Regions from separate parts of the Mus musculus genome. Here regions 1 and 3 are each linked to region 2. The links are chromatin contacts, called in public Hi-C and HiChIP or PLAC-seq maps. All regions are on one chromosome and are shown on one strand. Each heading gives the region's core, a stretch centred on a gene start, on an enhancer-like site or on the middle of the called end of the contact. The rest is flanking DNA. Distances are from core to core; before and after follow the strand shown. Region 1 has its middle 45 kb from the start of Ccdc121. Region 2 has its middle 12 kb from the start of Gm32767. Region 3 overlaps Cnih3 (cornichon family AMPA receptor auxiliary protein 3).

Evidence for each region. Hi-C and Micro-C count contacts between places; a contact is called where the count stands out from the background. HiChIP or PLAC-seq counts read pairs in DNA pulled down with a chosen protein or histone mark.
Region 1: a contact with region 2 is called in a Hi-C map of cerebral cortex, with 2.6 times the contacts expected there. The contact joins two enhancer-like sites. A contact is called at or near these places in 3 of 39 promoter capture datasets (the C10 cell line and liver), 4 of 15 datasets of contacts at CTCF or cohesin (the G1E-ER4 cell line, large pre-B cells, liver and 1 more), 93 of 484 Hi-C or Micro-C datasets (the 63-12 cell line, the AtT-20 cell line, B cells and 60 more) and 10 of 115 datasets of contacts at active chromatin or transcription factors (Th17 cells, astrocytes, bone marrow-derived dendritic cells and 5 more).
Region 3: a contact with region 2 is called in a FOXA1 HiChIP or PLAC-seq map of pancreatic cancer cells. The contact joins two enhancer-like sites. A contact is called at or near these places in 1 of 39 promoter capture datasets (the 3T3-L1 cell line), 1 of 15 datasets of contacts at CTCF or cohesin (the NIH/3T3 cell line), 4 of 484 Hi-C or Micro-C datasets (the 3T3-L1 cell line, 3T3-L1-derived adipocytes, cortical neurons and 1 more) and 1 of 115 datasets of contacts at active chromatin or transcription factors (pancreatic cancer cells).

The regions. Positions count from the first base shown.
Region 1 is chr1:181,463,989-181,468,344 of GRCm38.p6, forward strand. No RefSeq gene overlaps it. Among named protein-coding and RNA genes, the nearest start is that of Ccdc121, 45 kb to the right of the region's middle. Within about 2 kb of position 2,788, at least 32 of the 459 cell types and tissues checked have an H3K27ac peak or open chromatin away from gene starts, as enhancers often do. A contact at or near this core is called in cerebellum and cerebral cortex, where this site is marked.
Region 2 is chr1:181,549,772-181,554,499 of GRCm38.p6, forward strand. No RefSeq gene overlaps it. Among named protein-coding and RNA genes, the nearest start is that of Gm32767, 12 kb to the left of the region's middle. Within about 2 kb of position 3,175, at least 113 of the 459 cell types and tissues checked have an H3K27ac peak or open chromatin away from gene starts, as enhancers often do. A contact at or near this core is called in cerebellum, cerebral cortex and pancreatic cancer cells, where this site is marked.
Region 3 is chr1:181,423,065-181,427,334 of GRCm38.p6, forward strand. All of the region lies in intron 3 of Cnih3 (cornichon family AMPA receptor auxiliary protein 3), which reads left to right. Among named protein-coding and RNA genes, the nearest start is that of Cnih3, 73 kb to the left of the region's middle. Within about 2 kb of position 2,012, at least 31 of the 459 cell types and tissues checked have an H3K27ac peak or open chromatin away from gene starts, as enhancers often do. A contact at or near this core is called in pancreatic cancer cells, where this site is marked.

The sequences.
Region 1 (4,356 bases), core at 1,538-4,037, 86 kb before region 2:
AATTGGCAAATGGACCTCTTCCCGACCCCCCCCCCCCATTCTGAGTGCCCTTATTAGTACACCCTGGTCTTAACTCTGGCACAGTTGTGTGACCACAGCGTGGGAGCCAGTAACCAAGGAAACTATAGCTGCATCTTCGCTGCAGTGGGTGTGCAGTGGCTGATGGCTTTGGGGGTCTGGGCACCAGGTAGCACTGCCTTCATGACCAGGCCTGTCATCAACTCTGACTATGACAAGAGTGATGCTGCTACTGTTGTTCACTAGAAGTCCTGAGGGGCTGTCACCTGGTGTTCTGTGGGTTTGACAGACAGGTACCACCAGCTTATAAAGAGAACGAGTTACTTTTGTCTCCTGGCTGTAGAAGTTTCCAAATGTGATTAGTTGACCCCATGCCTTTGGGCTTATGATGGCACATGATGGAGGTGCCACCTTGAGGACCTTGGGGAGATAATGTCTAACCTACAGGTCAGGTGTGATGGCACGTGCTTAGTATCTGAGTCACAAGTAGGAGAACCATGAGTTCAAGGCCACCTGGGCTACATAGTGAGACCCTGCCTTTAAATAGAAGTCACCTTCAGCAGCAGGAAGGCACCCAATTAAGGAAGGCAGCCTTTTAAAGGTGCCTGGCACTGCAGGGAGCGGGGCCTGGGGTGTAGGATCGGCAACACTGTCTCTGCTAAGCATGAAGTCACTTTGATCCACAGACCCTAGTTCCACTTCTCTAAGCTAACTTGGGGCTTTTGTTGTTCCTTTGAAACATGTCACTTCCAGGGCCTCCAGCATCCCCATGCATGTGGGGTCCATGCCTCCTCTTGGGATACTGGGGTGAATAGAACTCATATTCTGCTGGGTATTGTTGCTAAAATTCCTCCCTAGGGGGAGGTGTAAGCAGCATCTACCCTCCTCCTAAGGTATCGGCAAGGTTCACTCTGGGAAAGCAATGAATGCACTGGGCTTCCGGAAAGAGCATAGGTAACAAACAGGTATGGGTACCCAACCCACAACACGCTACACCTGCAAAGCCTTTATCTACCAGGGATGAGGGCTTCCCTACAGCCATGGATGGCAACCTACCCCCAAGGACCCCCTCTCAGTTGTGCTAGCTTAACTCTAGTTCCTTGTCGGGGGCCAAGTGCAGTTAGGGCGGCAAGACACATAATAGGTGTTAAGGAGCAGCTGGATACTCCGGTGAGAGTTCTGACCCTTCCCCAACTGTCCACCAGGGGGTGTGAGCAGCCAACAACCCCAGTCGGATAATCCTTTTGAAGAGGGCAACAGGGCAGTTGCCCCACTTGGAGGACAGTCACACTAGGCAGCTGCCCACCTCCCTGGGTGGTCCAACCCCACAGGAAGAGAGCTTTATAAGGTACCATAGCCAGTCTTGCACTTGGTGCATAAAATCAACCCCATCGCTGTGCCTCCCCCTCCCTCAAGTGGTTCCAGGGTTTTGCTAGCACAGACTCTTCCATTCAGTCTTCATCCTGTAACCCCGGGTGTCTCGGGGAAGACACCTGCCTGCGCTTCAAAGGCGTGACACTCTCAGACGTTATTATGTGCTCTGGAATTTGACTATCTGAGAAGCCAGACAGACAGGCTTAAATGCCAGCACCAAGTCCCTGTTCAAACATCCCCAGAAGTGTGAACAGTCAACCCCCGTCCCTCTCAGAAATGCTTGATGCATCACAAAATATTGTCACCTTTCTGGTGGGATGATGTGTGTCTCTACCAGCGCGAGAGAAGGAAAGAAAATGGGATCCCAGTTGAATGTCAGGCCCACATTAAACAGTACTCTGTCGGCCAGGGAACTGTTTACAGCTGTCGGCCCAGGCCCAGGATGGTGGCTTTGGGTCCTGCAGTGAAGACAGCCAAATAGTGCAAAAGGCTGAGGGGAATTCTGCCCTTATGGGCAACTCTTAGGATGCTATTTTATTTTCCTATAGTCAGGTGGGAAATGATCCTTAGGTTGAGGTAACCCTAAGCTCCATAAAACTTCTCTAAGAAGTGGAGGGTACCCAGCAGGTAGATCAGATCCCCGGAAGATGGTGTGTGGAGCCCTGTGCCTGGACTAGCCAGCTTTGTTATTAAGGAATATTTCAAGACTGTATTTAAACAACCAAGCCCTAAGAGGTAGAACTTGCCCATCTGTGTCAAAACTCCATGGCATAAAAATTACCCATAAGACTCTGCAGCAGCCCTGGCACCAACCCTGTCTAACTATAAGAAAAAGAGCACAGATGGGATTTTCCATTTAAGACACGTGTCACCTTGCTCTGGGTTGGTTACTTGGAAACAACATAAGCTTTCAGTGGAGCAGGTGAGGAGGGTGAACCCATGCCAGACTCGGGCACAGCAGCATTTGGATGTTGGCACTGTCCGGGATACTTAGCCAAGGTGACTCGATAGTGCTGTCTCACGGCGTAACCTCACCCTAAGGTGAATGGTCCTCCTGAATGGACATCATCGGGCCTTGTACTCGACCTCTCCCGCTCACTGTTTGCGTATGAGCACAGCCAATCAGTACAGGGCAGGCATTAGATCAGGCCAGGAAAAGGGAGGCATGAGAAAAATGTCAGAAGCCCAGATGTACTTCAAGAAATAGGACACTATAAACAGAAGGTCTGAACACTGGGCTTAAAGGAAGCAGCAACACACAAAAGTCTGAGGACTACAGTAGGCTGGAGTGGTGACCGGGTTGAGTGGGGAGTGTGGATAGCCACACAGCTCATGCATTTAACAGTGCCATCTGCCTTCCTCAAGTACCACAGAGTCCGTACCCCCTCCCCCATTACTAAAAGGCTGGAACGAGTCCCAGCTGGGGCCCTTTGCTTCACTGGCTCACTGTGAGGAGCTTGTTCAACTCAAGCTCCGTGCTTGGGAAGAGACGCTGAGAATGTGGTGTAGTAGTCGCTGCTATCTGGCGCTCGGAACACCGAGAACTGGGAACCTGTCCAGAGCTTGGAATCTCTATTTCATGAGACTGAGCAAAGAAGCATCAGGAAGACTGGTTCCACGAGGGCAGAAAGTAGATGCTGGACTCCTTTTTCCTCTCCGTAAGAGATCGGGCAACTGCTTCCTGTTGCGTTAAGCGTTAAGAAAAGCCTGTGAATGATGGGAGGGCTGGGTCACACCCACAGCAGCTGTCCCAGCCCTTCCGCGGGGCCCCATCACAGCCACAGATAAGGACAATGTGATGGACAGCTTGTAGGACCTTTCTCAAGAGGAAGGTGGAGGGCTAGTGGGGACAGGCTGGAGACAGAACTTCTGGGAGTGGACAGCAGCGCAAAGGGCTAGCATGTGCTATGGGAGGAGACTTCCATGGGTGAAGCCCAGCATCAGGAGTGCCATAAAGAATGCCAGGTAAGGCCAACACCCGGACAGCAGTGCTCCGTCCAGTGCTCCCGATGGCCAGATTGCCACGTTTAGGTCAGAATCAATAGAAAGGGCAATTTCTGGATCCATGGGGTTAGAGGCCATTTGAGGACAGATGTTTGTCTGTATTAGGAGCCGACCTTTGTCCCATGAGTCCCAATAGGTTGAACTAGAGTGAGTTTTGTGTCACTCTGAGAACCTGCAGAGGCTGATGATTCTCAGTGTCCATTAGTGTTTCAGGGACCAGTACAGAGGATAATGCTTCAACTCTGGGAGGGCCACCCGTGGCCTGCACACCAGAACAGTCTGGGTTCAGTAGCACATAGCAGAGGTATACAGAAAGGCTGGTTCATCAGCGCAACCTTCTAGAATCTTCCAGTCACTGAAACATGGAGTCTTAAGCCTCAGGGAGCAGACATCTGGCCCTTTAGACCTAGAGTGACTAACGGGGAATTCTGTCATTATCTTTCAGGTGCAGAATTTAGGAAACCTGGGTCCAAGGAGAGCCTTTGGGTATTGTTTATTGGCTTCAGAAAGTCTGGCTGGTGGTCAGACAATATTTTTTTTTTGAGGAGTAACATAAAGAATCTGTTGCTTAATTCCCCACCAAGTGGCCTGGAGTCATTCGCAGAGCTGGCTCCTGTGGGGTAACCTCTGGCAGTAACAAGCTCAGGGGCTCCCACTAGGCCCACAGTGGCAGTTCTCTGATGCAGAGATCTTAGAAGGGAAGAGAGTAGCAGGAGCCATTCTAGAGAATGGCTTTAGCCTCCTCTCTAACCATCTTTGTGCGTGTTCAGCATTTGGGGGATGCATCAGCTTGGCTGATCAATTAAATCAGGGAGCTAGGAGAAATGGTAGGCTGGAGGTATGTAATGAGGTGCAGCTTGGTCTCATTCAAACACAAGTCTCTCCACCTGCAGTGCTCCAGAGAAGCCAGAGGTGGAATAGACCCTGAAGATTCAGATTTAACACCAAGATGAAAGGCAG
Region 2 (4,728 bases), core at 1,925-4,424:
AGACCAAGTGCCTCTGACCACGCCTGCTTTCCTAAGCATCTCCTCACCTTGTCTGGGGCTGGAGGTGTTAGGAAATAGACAGGAGGAGAACCCGAGAAAAGAAGATGCTAGAAAATAGGCAGGTGGAGAATGGCGTGGTAGGAGAACAAGGAAGATGTCCATCATTCTGGGGAGCTGAGGACTGGCAGGTGGCAGAACAGTGGCCATCAGTGACCTTCAACGAAGCTGAAGAGCCTCGTAAACATGCGTCCTTTCCTTCCTTTTCTCCCAGGTTTACAAAAATCCTTCATGTTCGTATGTATATCATTGAGACTTACGTTAAAAATAGATTTCGGCAGCTGTTGAGTGGTATAATTATCCCCATGACATCAGAAGTACATCCAGTACCGACTTCTTTTGTTGCCACTCACCAAATGCCACCAAGAACCACATACTGCTCAGCGGTGACAGCTGCCTTGTGGGCATCAAGTAGAGAACTGTGGTCCTTACAAGCAGCTTCTTCAGTCCACATCCATGGCCTGAAAGCTGCCTGGCACCATGTGAAGCTGACAGGTCACATTGTCAGAGATGCCCAGAGAGGTGCACAGTCACATTTATTTTGTGAGGGGTGGATTTTGTGTTCAAAAAAGGAAGAAAGAAAGAAAGAAAGAAAGAAAGAAAGAGGGAGGGAGGGAGGGAGGGAGGGAGGGAGGGAGGGAGGGAGGGAGGGAGGAAGGAAGGAAGGAAGGAAGGAAGGAAGGAAGGAAGGAAAGAATTTTTTCCTCTTTCCAATTTGTTATAAAACACAGGAAAAAACTATTCTTTTGATAATCAAGGACCCATGGCAACTGATCAGCAGCCCAAGAGACCAAAGTTTTGAAGGGTAGTATTTTAAATGGCTAGAGTTTGGAAGCTGAGACTGAAGGAAGGGCAAAATATTCCAGAGAATTCCCTGTGACTTTTCCCTTGCGCTGTCTTGGTCCATTTTTCATGTTGTAAGAGATTACCCGAGACTGATGGGTTTATCGAGAGCATGGCTTCGTTTTGATTCATGATTCTGGAGGTCAGGAAGTCTAAGATCATAGCCCTGACAAGGGCCTAGCACTGTTTCAACGTGGCCAACAGTAGAGAGACAACTTGGTGTGTGTGAGGCAAGCCAGGCAGGAAGTGTTGTCACTTTGTAACAGCCAGCGCTCGAAAGAGCAAACCCACTCCCAAGAGAAAACATTTCTATCACTTATATCCCAAATGCCCTGATGACTCACGTGCTAAGCCTTGGTTATCAGCTGTGTGGCTGTTGGAGGCAGCTGAACCTTCAGGAGGTAGAGCCGAGGTTAGGTCACCAGGGCTGTGTCCCTGAAAGGAATATTGTGACCATAGTCCTGCCTCTTCAGTTCACTTCCTACTGCCCTGGGGAGAACAGTAAGCATGCTGCCTGTCCCTAGCATAATGTGTTATCCCACCCCAGACCCCAAAAGAATGGAATCAAGTGATCACAGACTAAGAACCCAAACTTTGCTGTTTAAGAATAAGTTGCTGTCACTCCAACGTGTTCTACACTATCGGGAAGCTGACCACCACAGGCATTAATCCCTCTTCCTTACTCTCAGCCTGGCTGGAACTTTGCCTCCCTGTGCTACCAAGATGCCAAGGAAATCTCAGCAGGGGATGTAGAGAAAAGAATCCACATTGAATCTTAGCTCCCTCTATCCCCTCTCAGCTCCTCACCTCTGCATGGCCACCCTGTCCAGCAACCCTGCATGCTTTTGCCATTGGGAAGTGGAGCTCTTTAGACAGCAGGGAGTAAACCCATGTGGTTCTTCTTAGAAGACAAACCCAAAGGAGTTGTGGATTTGATGAACAGGTTGCAAGGAAGGGAGATTCTGTGTGGATAACTGTAGAGGCCTCTCACTTTCTCCCTGCAAGGCTGGTGAGAAAGCTGGGTCTATCCACGGCCAGAGGATGGGTGGATCCAGTTTCTGGCTGCAAAGTTTCACAGCAAAGCCAAGGCTGTGGTTGCTGCTATGATGGAGCGACTTGGAGCCACAAGGGGTCAAAAGCACTTTTGAATCTGAGATGAAGTGTTTCCTGCCCCCCTTCTTTCCTCCCTTCTTCCCTTCTTTCCTCCCTCCCTTGTTCCCTCTCTTCCTTTCTTCCTTCCTTCCTTCCTTCCTTCCTTCCTTCCTTCCTTCCTTCCTTCCTTCCTTCCTTCCCTCCTCTCTTCCTTCTTTGCTTCCTTCTTTGCTTGCATGTTTTTATTTCCCTTTTGCCATTTCAGCCAGCAAGTTGCACTCTTTCTTATGCTAGCACAGAGAAAATGAGCTAGTAAAGTCCTTGCTGGCTGATGTCCCACTTGCTGTGCAGGGTAATAAGGACCTTCACTAGGGAGGCATCTTTGGGGAGTGGAGGACAAGGGATTGTCCTGTGGCCTCTGCAGCTTGACTTTATTTCCTGACTTGCTGTTGCCCCTCTCTAAAGTAGGTATTACTTCCTCCATCCTTAGTGCCTGGGAGTCAGGCTTAGGATATCCTGCAGTCACTGCTATTGGAGGTGAACCAGAGGGAGCCTAGCTTGCTTTTCCTCCTGGTTTTTGACAAGTTCTTTTATGGGATCAGTTCTTGTACTGCCATGGGAGAAAGGAGTTAAGTAATCAGGGAGGCCTTCTAGGTGACACCTAAAGCCAGAAACCTTAGTAACTTTATCTGTACATTAGAAACCTCCAACCCCCTGTCCCAGCCCTGTGCAGCTTAGAGGACATGGGAATTCAAGTCCCAGCAGGATACTGCTAGAACCAAGGGACTGAAACAGAAAGAGCAGGACAGCAGGAGCCTAAGAGCTGTGTAAGGAGGGGGAGGGAGAGTCACAGCCTACTTAGCTGCCAGGACAGCAAGGCAGAGACAGCCAGAGAACTGGACTGACAAATGAGGGCACTCCAGACTTTGGCAGATGGCAGCAAAACCACACCAGCTGCTTTTTTTCCCAGGGCTGCCCGGTCCATTTGCCAGCCATGTCATGTTTACTCTTAGGACATAAAGAGAGGTTCACTGGAAGAGGGTGACTTCAAGGCTTCTCACTGGTACTTGGAGAGCTCTGTCCAGTTGAGCAGCCTCGGCACATGTGCCACTACTGTGTTGCCCCTGGCAGAGCCGTCCCCTGACAGGCATCAGCATCCCCACTTATGCAAGTCAACCCTGGCTATGATGTAACTTTTTATGCCCTGTGACTCAGGGTGGAGGGACTCCTTGGTCCCTCAGACAGCTCAGTGATTCCTTAATCATTTCCTCCTTTTAAGTCCTTAGTCACTGCGGGAGATCTGGCTGATTTCTAAGTTTATCACTCCTTGCTCCCCGGAGAGCATTTAGTAATATGCTGCAGGGGACAGGAGCTCTCAAAGCCCGTGAAGAAAATGGGCTTTCAGACACCCCCACCCCCACCCAGAAGAAGAGCAGAGGGTGTGGTTTGAGGATGCCTGGCACCTGGGCCTCTGTGTCCCTGAACAGATGGCAGCTTACACTGCTGGCTGGAGAACTGGGAAAGTTCAGAGCTGCCTTCAGAAGGTCGACACCCACTCACCACCCTGATGAACACCCACGGATGTGACGGTCATATCTAAGAAGAGGAGGGTGCGGCTACAGACAGGGGTTTCTGTGACTCAACACAATCATCTCTCTTGGCTAAATCTCTAATATCTGCTCCCCGTTGAGGAACTTTGGGGTCCCAAAGAGGCATCCATTTACTTCTGCATTGGGGGTGGAGGACTTTACATGTTGGCTGAATTGTGTCTTTTAAATGACATCGCAAGCCAGGCATGGTAGCGTGTGCCTGTTATGGTTCCTAGCACTCAGAAAGCCAAGGCAAGAGGATAGACAGCTATGGGTCAGGATGGGCAACACAGGGAGACGATCTCAAAACAAAACAAAAATGCCTCGAGAAATTGATTTAATTCCTCCCTCTCTGTTTCCCTCCTTCTCTCTTTTTCCGTCCTCTCCCGTCCTCCTCTCCCCATTTGCAGGTTACTGAAATGTTACAGTAACCAATACGATCAACTTGATTTCTCCTCTCAACAGTACAGTTTCAGGTTTCGAGTTGAGAAGTTAGTTGAGTGTGGATGCGGCCCATTCCCTTTATAGCTATTGATCATAGTTCATTGCGGTTCCTTGTATGAGTATAGTATTTTTTGTTTTATGGACTTCACTTGCTGAACATTTAGATTTGTTTCTAGAGTTTTCCGCCAATACCATATAGTAATCCCTCTCCCTGCGTGGGCTCCCTGCGTGGGCTCCCTGCGTGGGCTCCCTGCGTGGGCTCCCTGTGTGGGGCTCCCTGCGTGGGCTCCCTGTGTGGGGCTCCCTGCGTGGGCTCCCTGTGTGGGGCTCCCTGCGTGGGCTCCCTGCAATGTTTGCAGTAAGAGGTTTATTGCTGAAATACAAGTTGAATAACGCTGTGCATGGCCACCTGACGCTCTGTGGCCAGTGAATTGCTTGTCGCACTTGAGCAAAAGGTTCCTGTGTGTTATATAAATATTTAATCCTAATCAAGGGTTTCTACCCCACCTTTGACCATTTAGTTCCCAGATAAAAGATATACACAACCTTTCTTTTTTCACACAACTTTCATATTTATAACAAGCCTTAATCAGCACAAGAGCTTGGCAGGTTTCTATCTTCTTTGCTATTATATCTATTTCCCAGCCAATAATCCCATACACAATTTGCTATGTTTCCTCTGGGCTGCTCTTAACTCCAATTA
Region 3 (4,270 bases), core at 762-3,261, 130 kb before region 2:
GAGCGAGCCAGTGTTCTCTGCTAGAGGATGCTTAGGCTGTCTCCCTGGCTAGCAGAAGCGAGGTTGCTGGATGTGGAAATGAGTCCATATATGCTATCTTGGCCCATGCATACTCCTATAATAAAACAATACAACCTCGGAGGCTCATACAAAACTGTTTACCCTCACAGTTCTGGGGGTGGGGTAAGGTCAAGGGATCAGTAGATTGACAGCTTGATGAAGGTAGGCTTCACAGTCCACAGGTAGCTGCCCTCTTGCTGTGTCTACATGGAGAGGGAAGCTCGGTGGCTCTGGACCATTGTTCACCTCTTTGTCCAGTCATGAAGGCTCCACTTCCATCACCTCAGCGATGTCCCACCTTCTCATACTACCACAGGAGGGGCAGTGGGACCAGCAGCCAGCACATTGCCATGGTGGCTCAAGTAAAGCGTCTCTTACAGCAGCGTTCGTTGTCTAACCTGCTGCCTAGTCTGCAGGCATTATCCACAATGTGTAGCAGGACTAATTTGGGGCAACAATTGCAGTGTCAACGTGGGCTCCTCTTTACTGAAGAGGAGAGGGAGTGGAGGAGAGGTTGACCAGCGTTGCCTGCTACATGCAAAGTCAACTTTTGAATCCAGGTAGTCTTGGCCCAGAGCTTGCTTTTCAGTTTCTATTACCTGCTTAAATGATAAGAGTGCGCTGCCCTGCTCTCAGGACAAAGATGGTGCAGCGTTAACAGAAAGGAACGTGCACAAGTTCCCGGTCCAACTCTACCTCCTCCTTAACGGGGCACCAGGAACAAGCCCAAGCACAAGCCTGCTGAAGCCCGGTCTAGGGAGCCGATGAGTTTATCAGGCTTACTTACAGAGCGTGGATGAGGGTCAGTGGCCCCAAGGCACCTGGACTACAGAAGTCTCTTCTTAGCCCCATAGCTGTCTAGGTGGAACCCCCTCTTCAATTAATTTCTTGTACTGTCTGCTTTAGCACCTTCAAAGATTCCAAGGCCACATGAGGTTAGGGCAGAAATACACACACAGGGACTGAGATGTGCGGAAGAGAGGGAGATATCAGGGAAGACCCTCCCCACTGCCCCTTCTATGAGACTTTACCTTGGGGGGTCTCTTACAATCGTTCATGGATAAAATTGGAGGCTGTTAGAAGAATACTGTGGAAACTGACATAATTATTACTAAAACCCTTGGTCTATATTTATCATTCACACCTCCATGTGGTCACAAACAGCAAATATGTAAAAGCACAGATGTACACACAGGGCTGGGTTCTTCTGTTTAATTCCCTAATAATGGGGGGGGGGAGGGGAAAGGGTTTATATGCAGCCGTTTCTCCTCGTCTGAAGTTATAGTTTCTGCAGTTTTTATTACCCAGTGCTAATATTAGTTGAAAAATATTAAATGGAAAATTCCATAGATAAATGATTTATAGGTAATAAGCTGCCCACTGTTCCAAGTGGTGCGATGAGATCTCACGCTGCCCTCTCCTCCCCAGTTAGGGTATGACTCATACATATCTTTGTCCAGGGTACCACATTGTATTCACCTACCTTCTCTCGGGTCACTTAGCAGACGGATCTCAGTTGTCAGGCCTGCTATCACATGCCACAGTGCCATGCTGTGTGACAGGTATATTATTTAATCATGACCCAAGAACAAGGATAATCATACTGAGCAGTTTGAATACACCAGAGAGAAGTCTTTAAGTGCTCCCATTGACTGAAAGGCGAGAGTCCTCAACTTAATGAGGAGATGGAGAAGAACCCGTTGATGTTACCAAGATCTACTGTAAGAGTGAGTCTTGTCTGTGACAACGTGAAGAAACGCAGATCCCTGCTAGTTTTGCTGATGTAACCCGCACTGTGAAAGTTATGGCTGTGGTACGTGACTTGTGCCTGGGTAAGACAACTGCACACTGAATCACAAGGTTTGGGACTAGCTACGGTTTCTGGTATATGCTAGGACTCATGCTATTAGCTGCTGAGAACAAGGAGACCTTGACCATAACTAGTTTGTTCCAGTTCTCAGCTGATAAAAAGCTGCTGTCTTAATCATGATCACCCGAGTCTACACAATACCCCACACTATGCACTATTTAGTCCTATCTGTATTTATGAACCTTCTGTACCAGGTTTTTACCTGGCCCCTTGCTAATAACCCAACAATAAATGTCTTTGTGTGCTTTATCAGAAGGGAGGCTGGAAGGCTAGGTTATATGAATATGTACTTCCCCCAAAAGGTTGAAGCACTCTGTATCCTGCTCAGTGGTAGGAAAGGGTTTCTGTTAACTGGGCATGATGGCTCACACCTTTAATCCCAGCACTCAGAAGGCATAGGCAGGTGTGGATCTCTGCGAGTTTGAAGCCAGCCTGGTCTACAAAATGAGTTCCAGGACAGCCAGGGCTACAGAAAGAAACCCTGTCTTATTGCCCTCACCTCCACCAAAAAGAGGGCATCTGTTTGTCTAGCTGTGACTCAGTGGCCTTGGGCAACCCGCAGGCTAGTCGAAGGGCCCATCTTCCTCTCCCTAGGAAGGTGCACAGCTCAGCAGTCAGGAATGTATCCTTACAGGCCAGCATTTCTCAGCCCCAGGGCACACTGGACACCCCTAGAGGTTTAAAACCTGGGGCTCCAAATGACTCAACTCCAGAAAGTTCCACTTAATTTTTCCAGGCTGGGTGCAGACAACAGTGTTTTCAAAAGCCTCCCAGGGGGTTTCTTGGCCTACCTGGGTGGGAACTATGCCAACACAAGACCTGAGTTCTTTTCCTCTCTCTCTCTCTCTCTCTCTCTCTCTCTCTCTCTCTCTCTCTCTCTCTCTCTCTCTCTCTCTCTCTCTCCCCCTCTCTCTCCCTCCCTCCCTCCCTCCGTCCCTCTCTCCCTCCGTCCCTCTTGTCCTCCCTCTCTTGCTCCCTCCCTTGCCCTTCCCAAGCCTCTTCTTTAAATCAGTAAAAGTTGACTGTAGAGAGCTTCCTCTGGAGCAAGCAGCCTTTCCCTGCCCTGTCCCATAGAACAACTCTATCAGGGGTGACTTTTAATTCCCACTCCCAAACCTCTTTGCAGAACTGGAAACTCAGGCCTGAATGTGATGTTTGGTGATACTGCCAACCGGCTCTGAGGGGCAGGCAGGCAGACTTGGAAACCCCTCTGACCTTAGGGCTTCCTACCTCACAGGTCAGTGTTTCTGCCTGAGGGAGGGGCAGGGGTGTTTATGATGTGACGATCTGGTATCTACACACCGCATTCGGCCCCGCACTCCGGCCAGCCAAGGTTAAGTATGCCAGCAGCCGGGTTGAACCACCCAGGGCCGCAAGTGTGTTAAGGAACGTGAGTTATGAGGCTGGCTGTGCAGAGGGGCTCAAACCTTGTAGTGTATTAGAGTCACCGGGGGAGAGTAAAAGATCCTGAGCGATGCTCAAACCCAACCAACAAAGTCGGAATTCCTGAGGAGGAGACCCAGTACAGGAATTTTTAAAGCTCCCCAAGTCATTGCCGTGTGCAGCCTTGTTTGCAAAACAACACCCATGAGAGCCCTTGGCCCTCATGTCTCTCACACTTAGTAACTATCTGGGCCTGGCAATGGAACTGCTCAGCCCCTCCCTGATGAGCACTATTCCTACCCAGTTTTTGAGCTTAGAATCATTTCTGTAGCAATTCGTGTCCTGAAAGATGGAAATTACTTTTTTTTTCCACAAGGCAAAAAATATCCCCATTATTTTATAAATAGAATTGTTCCCTGGCTCTGGAGGACCGTAGTATTCTGTGGCCGGCCAACCCTGTACACAGTGAGAGTTTAGGCAGCGTAGAGTGAGCACCTGCATGGTGCTCCCCTCAGCTCACCTGAGTGCGGCTCTGGGGTCCTCCACATCAGTCCTCAACATGTCTTACTCAGAGTGATCGAGGAAAGAGTGGTGGTGGACAAGGGGGTGTCTTTCAGGTTGTGGAGGAGGCTACTTTCAATGGATTGGCCAATGTCCTCAACTCCAGTACTCTCCAGGGCTGCACTTGAAGTGAGGTGAGGGCTTGGATAGCAATTCTGAAGACAACCAGAGTGCTCACTGGGTAGAAAGGGGACATACAGGGTGGTAGGTGGAAGGGTGAATGGTGGGTGCTGCTGGGGTGGTATATTAGAGTTCTCCAGGGGAACTAAACCAAACACACACACACACACACACACACACACACACACACACACACACACTATTAGATTATTAGATTGCCTTATGATGATAGGTGCTGCCAGGTGGTTCAACAATGGCCAAATGGAAAAGCAGAGA